Regions from separate parts of the Mus musculus genome. Here all the other regions are linked to region 1. The links are chromatin contacts, called in public promoter capture Hi-C maps. All regions are on one chromosome and are shown on one strand. The core of a region is the stretch at or near the end of the contact, and the rest is flanking DNA. Distances in the headings are between cores, read along the strand shown.

What was found. Promoter capture Hi-C pulls out the DNA fragments that hold promoters and counts their contacts. Capture Hi-C pulls out chosen DNA fragments and counts their contacts.
Region 2: a contact with region 1 is called in a promoter capture Hi-C map of the HPC-7 cell line. The contact joins the promoter of Rnase9 here to the promoter of Klhl33 in region 1. A contact is called at or near these places in 13 of 39 promoter capture datasets (3T3-L1-derived adipocytes, the C10 cell line, the HPC-7 cell line and 8 more), 3 of 484 Hi-C or Micro-C datasets (embryonic stem cells and palatal mesenchyme), 1 of 115 datasets of contacts at active chromatin or transcription factors (forebrain) and 4 of 9 other capture datasets (adipose tissue, liver, macrophages and 1 more).
Region 3: a contact with region 1 is called in a promoter capture Hi-C map of liver. The contact joins the promoter of Rnase6 here to the promoter of Klhl33 in region 1. A contact is called at or near these places in 3 of 39 promoter capture datasets (the C10 cell line, the HPC-7 cell line and cranial neural crest) and 1 of 9 other capture datasets (liver).
Region 4: a contact with region 1 is called in a promoter capture Hi-C map of liver. The contact joins the promoter of Rnase4 here to the promoter of Klhl33 in region 1. A contact is called at or near these places in 15 of 39 promoter capture datasets (the 3T3-L1 cell line, 3T3-L1-derived adipocytes, the C10 cell line and 8 more), 6 of 484 Hi-C or Micro-C datasets (embryonic stem cells, liver, muscle stem cells and 1 more), 9 of 115 datasets of contacts at active chromatin or transcription factors (the 230-238 cell line, embryonic stem cells, fibro-adipogenic progenitors and 2 more) and 5 of 9 other capture datasets (adipose tissue, embryonic stem cells, liver and 2 more).

Annotation. Positions count from the first base shown.
Region 1 is chr14:50,896,231-50,898,938 of GRCm38.p6, reverse strand. Klhl33 (kelch-like 33) reads left to right here and starts at 1,456. Exons shown (of 4, transcript NM_001370764.1): 1 at 1,456-2,491. The coding sequence starts at 1,756.
Region 2 is chr14:51,040,259-51,043,221 of GRCm38.p6, reverse strand. Rnase9 (ribonuclease, RNase A family, 9 (non-active)) reads left to right here and starts at 1,355. Exons shown (of 2, transcript NM_183032.2): 1 at 1,355-1,470.
Region 3 is chr14:51,127,548-51,130,611 of GRCm38.p6, reverse strand. It overlaps Rnase6 (ribonuclease, RNase A family, 6), which reads right to left and starts at 1,575. Exons shown (of 2, transcript NM_030098.3): 1 at 1,448-1,575; 2 at 1-464. The coding sequence starts at 459.
Region 4 is chr14:51,094,498-51,097,339 of GRCm38.p6, reverse strand. Rnase4 (ribonuclease, RNase A family 4) reads right to left here and starts at 1,340. Exons shown (of 2, transcript NM_201239.3): 1 at 867-1,340. It overlaps Ang (angiogenin, ribonuclease, RNase A family, 5), which reads right to left and starts at 1,340. Exons shown (of 2, transcript NM_007447.3): 1 at 867-1,340.

The DNA.
Region 1 (2,708 bases), core at 207-2,706:
ATCCTCTCGAAATGACCACATAAAATTGTTTATTTTAAAATCTTAAACTTTCAGGAACCATTCAGGTTCAGGAAAGGTTATTTGGAAACTGATGTAGGGGAATTTGGGTCTCTTGATTACTTTTCTGATCCTGCCTGATTGCATTTAAACAGACCCCAGAGAAGGGGCAAAGAGTTCAGACCAAAGATCTAGCCAGGTTGTAGTCACCAGCATTTGATGACAGTCACCAGAAAATTGACGGGCAACTTGTTTCTTTTTTTTTAATATTCATTTATTTTATTTATATGAGTACACTGTAGCTGTCTTCAGACACACCAGAAGAGGGCATCAGATCCTATTACAGATGGTTGTAAGCCACCATGTGATTGCTGGGAATTGAACTCAGGACCTCTGGAAGAGCAGCCAGTGCTCTTAACCACTGAGCCATCTCTCCAGCCCCGGCAACTGGTTTCTATAACCCAGGCTCTAGGCCCTACATGGCTACTGACCCTGTCCTTACTAAGGCAGACTTCAGTCTCAGGGTGGAGTATGAAGAAAACATCAGTTGGTATCCAGCAGGCAGCTCTGAGTGCTGGCAGTGTGACTTGGGAGAAGAGAGTTCAGAGCTTCCATTGGTGGACACCCTGATGAAGCCATCCTTGAGAAGCATTGGTCCAACTGGACCTGCAGCCTCACTTCTGTTCCCTTCTATGGTTTAGAGGCATGTCTAACAACATGATATAAGCTTCCTCTTTCTGAAGAATCTGAAGAGGAAATCCACTAGTGAGTTCAAATTCTCTTAGAGCATGGCCAGGAGGCCGGGGGGTGGGGGGCGGTTAGGGAAGGACAAGAGCCATTAGAGTTTAACTTTCTGGCAGTCCTAGTGGTACCTGCATATAATCCCTTCACAGGAGATTTCCACCAGAGTTCAGGACTTAAGGGAAGTGGAGGCCACATAGAAGACATTACCTGTTAAAACCAGTTCCTAAAAATACACATCTCTGATTTACACCTTCAGTTTGGTTATCACTGCTGTGTAAAGTGTTAGGCTTTTGGTCCACCCTCTGGGGTTATGAAGGAACAGCAAAGTCAGGCAGATGTTAAGAGATATTTCCCCCCCAAATCCCACAGCTATGATGGAGGAAGATGAGTCAAATGTTAATTGTTTATAGTCTAGACTTTCCAGACTCCCTCACTAGCCTCCTGTCACCTCCAGCCACCAACTGGGAAAACAGTCAGTCCTTCTGGCCTGGCTCACTCTACCCAACGTTTGCGTTCCCTTTGCTTTGCAATTTTCCCCACTCAACACACTCTTGTGACCTACAGGTTTGGAAGGAGGGAAAGGGGAAGTCATCCCAGGACTTGGCCCAGTGCATTGAGTGTCAGCTTCCAGCACTGAGAGATGAGGGTTTAGCCCTCAGGCTAGCTATAATTAGCCAAGTGCGGGCACTGCTAGGATCCGTACACAGCAGTCCTAAGCAGACTGGGAACTCAAGAGAGGGCAAGCAGAAGCCCGGTGTCTCCTGCCTGGGATTAAAAGAAAACGAGTGGAAAGCGGGGCTTTGTCCTGAGCCAGATGGCTACAGGCGTTTGTGGTTCTGTTGCACTTGGTGAACCCTATGGTTAGTTAGCGCCATATAGCCCAAAGTTAGTGTGTCACCGGACGGAGTGAGGGACTGACAGCTGAATTGAAGACAGTTCTGTTTTCCTGAGTGCTGCTCAGGTATACTTCTCTCATGCCTGGGCACCTGCGGCAACCTCACAAGCGTCTGGAAGATGGCAAGCCTTTCCTCAGACTTGGAGCATGTCTCCCTTCCTATCGAGAAGGACAGTCTTGAACTACCTGTGCCTGCCGGAAGAACCTTCTCCCGGTCTCCCTCTTCCGATGAGGATCCCGGCTTGTTTTCCTTTTCTCTGGCAGAGCCTGACCCACCTAGCCCCTTCGTTTCAGGAAACCTTCCCTTTCTAGCTTCATCTCCGGAGAAAGGGAAGAAGCAGGATGACAGCGACGACTCAGCGGAGCCTGAGATGCTGTGCAGCGTGGAGCACCCCTGCCAGTTCTTCGCTGAAGCGCAGAGACTGCGGGAGCAGAAGCTGCTGCTGGATGAAGAGGTGTCTGTGGGGGGACAGGTATATGGGGTGCATCGGGTGATCTTGGCTGCAATTAGCAGCCTCTTCCGAGGCAGGCTGCTGAGCGGTGGGGGTCAGCAGCCCAGTTTCAGCCTTGATGTGACCCCGAGGGGCTGGGAGGCTGCGCTGACCTTTGCCTACGAGGGGGTGCTGGGCCCCGCCTCACAGGACGAAGTGCTGGCTGCTGCAGAGGCGCTGGGAGCACCCCGGGTGAAGAAGGCGGCCCAGCTGAAGCCAGAAGGACTTGGTAAAGCCAGGGGAAATGAAAAGAAGCTCAGCCAGGCAGAGGAGCTGAGGGAGAATCTGCACAGCATTGAGCGTCTGTATCGAGAGGGCATCGGGTGCGACTTGGAGCTGGAGGCAGAGGGCTACCGCCTGCGGGGTGAGAGTCTGTGAGACAACTGCCAAAAATGCATGTTTTGCTTGTTTTGCGGTGGTAGGGATGGAACCTAAGGCCTTAATTCCACTCTACCATGGATCCACACCCCCTAGCCTTGCGAAATAGTTTTGTATTATTGCTTCAGCAAGAATGTCCTTTTTGGTGCTTCTCCAGAGCCACCAAGAAATGCACATGCGCAGTTGAATTGTTTTCCTAGACA
Region 2 (2,963 bases), core at 106-2,605, 140 kb before region 1:
CTTGTAGGTTTATTCTGCATGTCTCACAAGCTCAAGCACTTACCATTCACCTTAGAGGAAGAAGCGCTGTGAACTGAGTTAACAATGTGTTTGACCTCCTGGCTATCCACTCTGGACTCAGGCTGTTCAGATTTTCTTCACTCAGTGCGGTCTTTGTCCTCCTTTAGGTTTTGAGGTGAATGTTTAAGACAAACAACATTGCTTCAAAATATTTGCGAAAATAATCCATTTGGTGCAATTAAAACCTGGAATTTCCTTACAAAATTTAACCAGGGATGCTTGGAATCTTAAAAGCATATTGTAGTGCTAAAATCTCTTTTGAGTTCCAACATTTATAGTAGTGAAACTAAGATTAGGAAATTAGCAAGAGGGCTGGAGATATGGCTCAGAGGTTAAGAGCACTGACTGCTCTTCCAGAGGTGCTGAGTTCAATTCCCAGCAATCACATGGTGGCTCACAACCATCTGTAATGGGATCTGGTGCCCTCTTCTAGTGTGTCTGAAGACAGTGACAGTGTACTTACATATATAAGATAAAATAAATAAATCTTGAGAAAAAAAAGAAATTAGCAAGAAATAATTCATTCATAAATAACACTTTATTACGATCTCTTTCTTGCTGGGCAGTGGTAGCACACACCTTTAATCCCAGCATTTGGGAGGCAGAGGCAGGCAGATCTCTGAGTTTGAGGCCAGCCTGGTCTACAGAGTGAGTTCCAGGACAGCCAGGGCCACACAGAGAAACCCTATCTTGAAAAAACAAAAACAAAAACAAAAACAAAACCTCTTTTTTTTTCCTCGTATGCAATCTATATTTCCACTGAATAAAATGGTGAGATAAGGAAAAGATGGAGACATAGGGCTGGTAAGATGGCTCAGCACGCCTGAGGAGCTCATTTCAATTCCTGGAATCTACATGACAGAAAACGAGAAGCAACTCCCGAAAGTCATCCTCTGACCTCTACATGTCACCGTGGAGCACATGCCCCCATACACAATTAAAATGCAATAATAATTAAAACTATGAGGTTGACAGAGTTCAGCGTTCTGACTTCTCCACCCACGCAAATGCCCACGGCCCTCACTGGTTTTCTGCTCAGTACCAGCAGCGCTTTTGTCAACAATTTAAAGTTCTGCTAGGCTTTTCTTCATGGTTTTGCTTTTCTTTCCTCAAGAAGAGCATGGCTGACCAGTGAGAAACCCCCACATTGCCAATTTACTCAAGTGGCAGAGGCAAGGCCAATCAGAAGAGTGAGTTTCCTTGATGAAAGAAGGTGGGGGAAGGCTGCACAGTGGGAACACTGTGACCCTAGAAGAGGGTACAAAAGTGACAGTGCCTGGCCCTGCCATTCCACAGAGCGCCCGTAGAGGAGCACTTTTGTTCTACAAAGAAGTGGAGAGGAGACGATGGCAAGAGTCTGGTGAAGAGTTTTAGCTTCCTCCTCCTGTGCCCCTTGGACATCCCTCTTCTGTGAGTCAGTCGAGGCTCTCTGGTGTTTAAGATAACTTGATAATGATTTCTTTCCCTGTTACCTAGACACTCCCAGGTTTGAAACGTACAGAAACTGTAATGCGATAGATTTGTTGAAGGCCACTTTGTTGCTGAGTTCTCACTCGGTGAGTGGGTACACCTGGACTCCATTGATCATGTGTGTGTCGATTTGCTCACTCTTGCTCAAGATGCCCCAGATGCTCTGTGTTCTCACTGCAGAGTTTTGAGCTGAACTCTCTGGTTCTCACAGGGTGATATTGATGGAGGTATGAAAAAATTATGTGGAGGAAGGTATATGTTCACGTAGAAGGACCACTCAACACCACCAGTTTGAAATACAACTTCTTTTCCTCCCTCTGTACCTCTGTGTTTAACTTTCCTAGTCGCTCCATTTTCCACTGTGTGCCCCCATCTTCTGACTCTCTCTATAAATTTCTGTGGCCTTTCCTAATGGATATGATAAAAATCCAAATAAGCAATTAGCCACAACTGTATTCCTACTTATCTTACACATGGGCTAGAGTTTCTTGGTTGCTATAGTTGCCATGAGGGAAGTGAGAAGATGCTAATAATAAAAAGTAAACAGAACTTCTATAATTTGGCTGTTCCAATGTTGGAAATATATAGGAAGTCTTTGTCATAGCTTATGGTAAGACGTGTACAACTTCTTATACTACTATCTGTGTTACTGTTTTAAGATTTAAATTCACTTCAACAATGTACTTATGAGCTGCTCAGATTCACTCTCTCTTCCTAACTCAGAATGATTTATTCTCACTGAAGACTCGTATCTCTGCTGTCAAGTTCTAAGTAAAGCGATCCACCCTTTCTCTGAAACAATAGATAACAATGGGTACAATTGAGGTAGGAAGCCACGTGCAAATTCTGTCTCAGAAGCCTACTTCAAGTAGAGAGAAGGTCCTTGCTTTCCACTGAGAGAAAGATCTTGGAGAATTAATGAAAAACAGTCCTATTTGGGATAGGAATACACAAGACAACTGGGTCTAGAAGTTCTCTACAAAAGACTGGTCTCTAAACTGGTTTGTAGACTAGGCTTTGTTGCTTATTTTAGCAAATTGGAATCGTCTAATGGATAGATGTTGTCACTCCTCAGTTTCCTATAGAAAGATCTTTAAAATGTATCACAATTAACCAGGAAGGTTTCATGACAGACATCACTAAGATGCATGCAATATTTTCCTTTAAAATTATCTTGTATCTTATGTCATCGGCTTAGTGTTGAATTGATAAGCAAAGACATTTGCTCATAAACTTATAAAGACCTATACATAGAAACAGCAGACTATGGGGTGAAGAGATGTAGAGAAATCCAAATAATACAATAACTGAATTCTCTACTGTTGAGGTCAGCATAGCTATAAATAGTGATGTGAACTGGAGTGAGTTTGGGGGGTGGGGATACAATTAAAACAGGAACGATAAAGATTACCTCAGGGGCGGAAGGAATCACC
Region 3 (3,064 bases), core at 326-2,825, 230 kb before region 1:
CACAATCTTATCTAAGTGCACAGGCACTAGTTGGTAGGGAGGGTCTTCCTTCTTTGGGTGTTCACAGGCCACAATGAAGAACTTGTATTGCTTATCACTACTATAGCGGCAGTTAGGATAGGCTCCTCCAGTGTGTGAGCAGTCAGTCATCTTGACAGGTTCTGCGCTCTCGTGGCAGTTCTTCCGACCGTTCTTGCAGGTGATATTGTGCAAACTGCAGGTAGCAGCCACATTCTGGAAAGATTCATGCAGAAAGGTGTTTATCTGTTTACAGTGTTGGGTATAATTGTTGACACCGCGCATGGCTGTGTTGCATGGTTGACGACTTGTCTGTACGTGCTGAATTTCAAACCAGTGTGCCCTGGAGAGACCCTTAGGCTGAGAGCAAAGTAGATACATCGGCTCCCACAGCTCAAGCAGCAATAGGAGAGGAAGGTACCTGGGAAGGTCTACCACCATGTTTTCTGTGTAGGGAAAAGGAAGATTGTGGTGATAGAAGAAGCAATAAGAGCAAACGTATCTATCACAACTAGCTTGATTTTTCCCCCTTCCTTTTATGATTTCATAGCTCCTAAAAAATGAAGTAAGCTAGTCTCATATTCAAATTCTATGAAAAATTTGAAATCCAATAAGGAGGTCAGAGACGAGTAGGCTGGCCTGATTGTCACCTCTCATCCTCTTTGACCTAAATTCATACATGAATGCTTCCTGTTGGGATCACAGCACAAATGCCCGTGCATCCACAGATCTTCAGAGAAACCAGAAATGTTAAGCACACAAGATTGTCTTTCCAGTGGGAAAGAGGAAAACCCCCGACCTTCCATCCAGAAAGCTGACAACTGGAAGTGGTTAACATTCTGGTGACCTGTGTTATCGGTTGGGCCAGCTATATGAAGCTCCTGCAACCAGGACTGAAGGTTGCTCTTAATATAAATGACTCTTACAGTCAGAGGCTCCCCCAAGGTTCCATAACAAGGACCAGAATTGACTAATGACCCAAATGACCTCTATGCTCTCTGTATGCCTGAAACCAGGCCAGACCTTTAAGCCCTTAAGCTAGTACAGGTAGCTTATCTTTAGAACCTATTTCTTTGAAGAAATGACACTACCCTGAGTTGAGTTTCAATGTTACTACAGTTCCTTGTGCATCAGAGATTGAATTATGCCAGGAAACTTTTTTTTCCAAATTATACTGGGTTTAAATACACTGGGAATAAACCGCCTGTTATTAGACTCTCAGAAGTCCGATCCAGTCAATTTGTACCCAATCTTCACTCTTATCTCTTCGTGGGGTTCCCTTCCCTGTATGATACCTGCAGTAACACCCCCCATCCTCCCGCTGCAGCTTCCACCTGTCATCCCTTGGTCCATGTTTATCTTCCCTCTCCAGTTGGCATTTCCCAGACAACTCCGCTGCCTGGCCAGGGGCCTGAAGCACCTCTCTTACCTGCTGGTTGTGCTGGGCTCCTATGGTGAACAGGGCCAGATGATCCGTCCCAGGCTCAGAATATTTTGTTTGTTTCTCTTCTTCAAGCCGGTCACAGCTGCCTAGGTGGGGCACAGGAAGGCTTATTTTTAAGCCTATGAAAGAGAAACCTTAGATTTTGCAGAAGTACAGTGGGGTAAGACTCTCCACCTCCTAGTGAGCTCTTTAACAGTTCCAATGTCAGCGAAGAGGAAGAACAAACTCAACTCAAAAACCAAGTAGCCTCAAAGCTCAGAGGTTTAAGGACCTGATCACTTGCTGTGGGCTTAGCACTTCCTTTTTCACTGTAGCTTCCGTTTTTGAAGCCCTATGATTTTAGGTTTTTTTAACAAAAAAAAAAAAAAAATATATATATATATATATATAGCTGGTGCTTTTGGCCTCTTTGGGCACCTGCAATTACATTCATATAGTTCCTTTACCCCATACGCATCTTTAAAAATAGCTTTAAAAAAAAAACAACAACAAAAAAAACTTTTAATTGATTTTTTGAGAATTTCACATCATGCACCCAATCCCTCTCGTCACTCATCCCTCCGTATCCGCACTCCACCTTTGCACCTTCCCCACGGAAAGAAAACAAACATCTCACAGAGTGTATAACAGTATGTGCCACAGTAGACCCTTTTGTCCAAACATCTTTACTTGCAGATGTTCATTGCAGTGAGTCTTTGGTCTGGTTTGGGGACTCTGGCTTCTGCTAAACTATCAATACTGGATCCTCACTGGGACTCCTCTGGGATATCCTGTTATTGCCATGAGTCCTGGAGATCTTGCAGCTATGGTTCTGGAGGACCTGCCCCTTCATGTGCTCTGCCATAGATAGGGTAGATGTAAGGGTGGGCAAACTCAAAGCCCTGGATCTGGGCCTGGGTAGTAGCTGAGTTGGTGAGCCTAATAGCTCTCCTTTGCTCACACCAACTTGGCCAGATCTACTGTACTGCCCAGGCAAGGTTTAGGGTGCTCTCCAAATGCTACAGCTGGCAAGGGGTGGGGCCAGCTCTCCTATCTGCTTCAGGTGGCTAGCAGTCGGGGGAGGGGAGGCATCTCTCCCACGCCCACACCAACAGATGGCCCCTGAGGACAGCCAGTGTTTCTGCACTCATACCCTTGGGGCCCAGGTCACCCACAATCCTTAAAACCAGGGCCAGTTCTACTGTGCTTCTCCATATGGTGGGGGAGGGAGCTGATTTGAGCTGCAGCTGATGAAGGCCTGAGCCCTCTCCCACACTGCCCAAGTGAGGGATAGGATCAGCTTAGCATAGCCTAGTCCCAGGTGGCAGTCTAGACCAGAGACAGCCACACAGCCTTTGGTGATATCATGGGCCACAGACATCAACACAGACCCCTCCTTCTGCAGGGCCATGAACCCAGACATGGTTCTCAGTGGGAGCACAGGCCAGGATCTCATCATGACCACAAGCTATTCACATTAGGCTGTTCCTCACTGCCTTTGAGTCTCCAGTTCCCTCTCTCTTCATAGAGCACACATCCTTATGTCTCTCTTTCTTTTCCATTTCTCCACCACTCACTTGCTCATCTTAGTGGCACCTGTGCCTCTGGGTGTCTTCCATGTGG
Region 4 (2,842 bases), core at 91-2,590, 200 kb before region 1:
GCTATGTAGACTAGACATGTAGCAAACTACCTGCAGCTGGGGTGGCAATGTGATAAACACCCTTCTCCTAGGTATACTCTCCCTACTTTGTGTATCTTCATAACAGTCCAACTGGACTAGAACACCCTGTGCCTGGTCTTCCTCCTGTCTTTCCTCCTTTCTCCCCTCAACCTAGCATCTTTTGATCTTGGTTCATGTTCCTCTTTGTTTTTAAGGAGCGTCCATAACTTTTTCTTTTTTCTTCCTTCTTTTTTTTTTTTAGGAAAGAATTGAGTAGGAAATACTGCTGAAAGTACTTCCTGATTCCGGGTTTTCCTTTTTTTTTTTTTTTTTTTTTTTTCTTTTCTTTTCTTTCCTTTTTCTTTTTGGAGACAGGCTTTCTCTGGGTAGCCCTGGCTGTCCTGGAACTCACTTTATAGACCAGACTGGCCTTGAACTCAGAGATCTGCCTGCCTCTACCACCCCAGTGCTGAAATTAAAGGTGTGGACCACCACCACCAGACTCGGGGTTTTCCTTATTATTCCTGCCAAGCCAAGCTTGTTATGGAGGAAACACGACAGATCACATGCCCTTCTGCAAATGGCTTCCTAAGCCTTTGGGGGCTTTTAATCACAATTGAAGAAACCCTCCTATATCTCCATCTCCTTGATCGAAATCCCATTAATTGCTTCCCAGATACAAACCACACCAAATAATCCTGTTTTCATTTTAAATTTTAACTCTTACTCGTTTTCTTTTTAATGTGCAAGTTTGAGTCCAGAAAGCGTAAGGGGTGTTAGTCAGTTTCACTAAAATAGATGAACTGCTAGAAAGAGCACAGAGGAAAAGAAGCAGAGAGTTGAACACCCACAAGGAAGAATCTTACCAAAGCTGGCCAGCTTTCCTCCGACTGGGAATGTGTCCAGCTGCGTGCTCCTGGAGACAGGGTCCTGCGGTGTGAAGCTAGAGGCTCCTCACAGGCTGGTAATATACAGTGCTCATGTGACGGGGTGGGGAGAACCTATCTAAGGATCTTTACTTTGGCAGCGACTTGTAAACCAAGGCCACTAATCATGGGCAAACAAGGAGTCATTCACCTTTCCCCTGAGCATGCCTGGGTCAAATATTAACCACCTGGTGGACCACACATCTCTTTCAGCAATGATAATGTTTGCTAAGCACGGCCTTTTGTTCCTAAGCTGCCTCTTTCCTTATGTGTATGGTCCTTATCCTTGCTCAGGGTAGGACTGAAGTTTCACTGTGCATATGCCATAGATCCAAAAACATATTATCCCTGACGTTCAGGCCAACTTCAGGAACTACTTTGAAAGAAGTCTAAAGGAAGGAGTGAGGCAACTGTGCCCCCACCTCTCCAACCCCCAGAAATACACACAGCACTTCCTGGGCTCCTCCTCCCTCTGTCCATCCTCTGGAGAAAAAAGAATATATATTTATGGCTACTCAGCTTCCTGTTCTTTAAAGCACAGTTGCAAAACCAGCTGTCTACATCTAAGCATTATGGGAACCAAGTACAGAAGAAATTATGCATGTCTGCTCTGCTTATGAGGTAACTCTAAGATCGAAGAGTAGACAAGCCACGGGGTCAGACTTCTAAAACCCAGAAAGTACACAGTGAGGTAGTGAAGAAATCTACTAGAATTGTTCTAACAGATTCATCTTCAAGGCTGGACAGATCGCTCAGTGGTTGCAGGCACTTACTCAGGTTCAGTTCTCAGACCCACATGGCAGTTCCCAACCATATGTAGTGATGCCTTCATCTGGTCTCCCTGGGCATTGCATATGTGTGGTACACAGACATACATGCAGATAAATAAATACATACAATTTTAAAAGTTGCCATACATTTATCTTGTATATAGGGCAAAGTTGCAATATTTTAGCTCCTTGTCAATTTCTAGATTTTGCTCCATCATTGTGTAGATATTTATGTGTGATTTAAGCTGTACTAATTTCTAAAAGCAAAAATAGGGATGGGAGACCTACAGGTTGTCAGCGGAGTAGAGGTGGAGGCAGGGGCAAAGCATCTCTCACTGTGTGGAAGCGTGCTGGGGATGTCTGAGGTGAGTCTGGGCACAAAAAAAAAAAAAAAAAAAAAAAAACGAGAGCATCAGCTGACTCGCCGTAGCAGGAGGAAGAATTCAGCACTCCAGCATCTTCAGACTCCCTCAGCAAGGCTGGTCCTCTGTGTGGCAGGAACAGGGAACCCTCAGAAAGCAGCAAAAATGCAAGCAGGCAGCTTTGGGGCGCTGACTTGCAGACATGTTCACACCCGGACTTGGGAACACTTGGGGAAGACTGCACTGGTATAAAGGACCCACAGTACGGTCGGGATGGATCTGGATTCACTTCCGTTGGTGTAACTGAAGAAATGGGCTGCCAACATTCCTTTAAGTTAGTTAATCTCAGTGTCTCTCCATTGGGTGGATCCTTTCCAGAGAAGAATTTTTACTTACTCATTTCTATATTCTCAGTGACTGACACATAAGTCCTCATCAACTGATCTAGAGCCTCTAACCACGAAAAACATTCTGGGCTTCTCTTTAAAGGTTCAGAGATGCAAGATTTGGTAGCAGTTATTAAATAAACTTGATTGCTAAGCCGAGCAATCTCTGGCTGTGGGAGCTGGAAGATGCTTCCCCTGGGGTCTGATGAGGTCATTGGAGGTGTTGCAATGAACCTGGGAGTGTTCTACACTTGCCTGCAAAAAGTTCTGAAATCAGTTAGTTTGCCTTCACCAATGAGCTTTTGTTCCTGACCACAGAGCAGACTCTAAGAGTGTAAAGTCTTTTAAAAAGCAAACCCCTAATTCCAGCAGCACTTGGGAGGCAGAGGCAGGTGGAT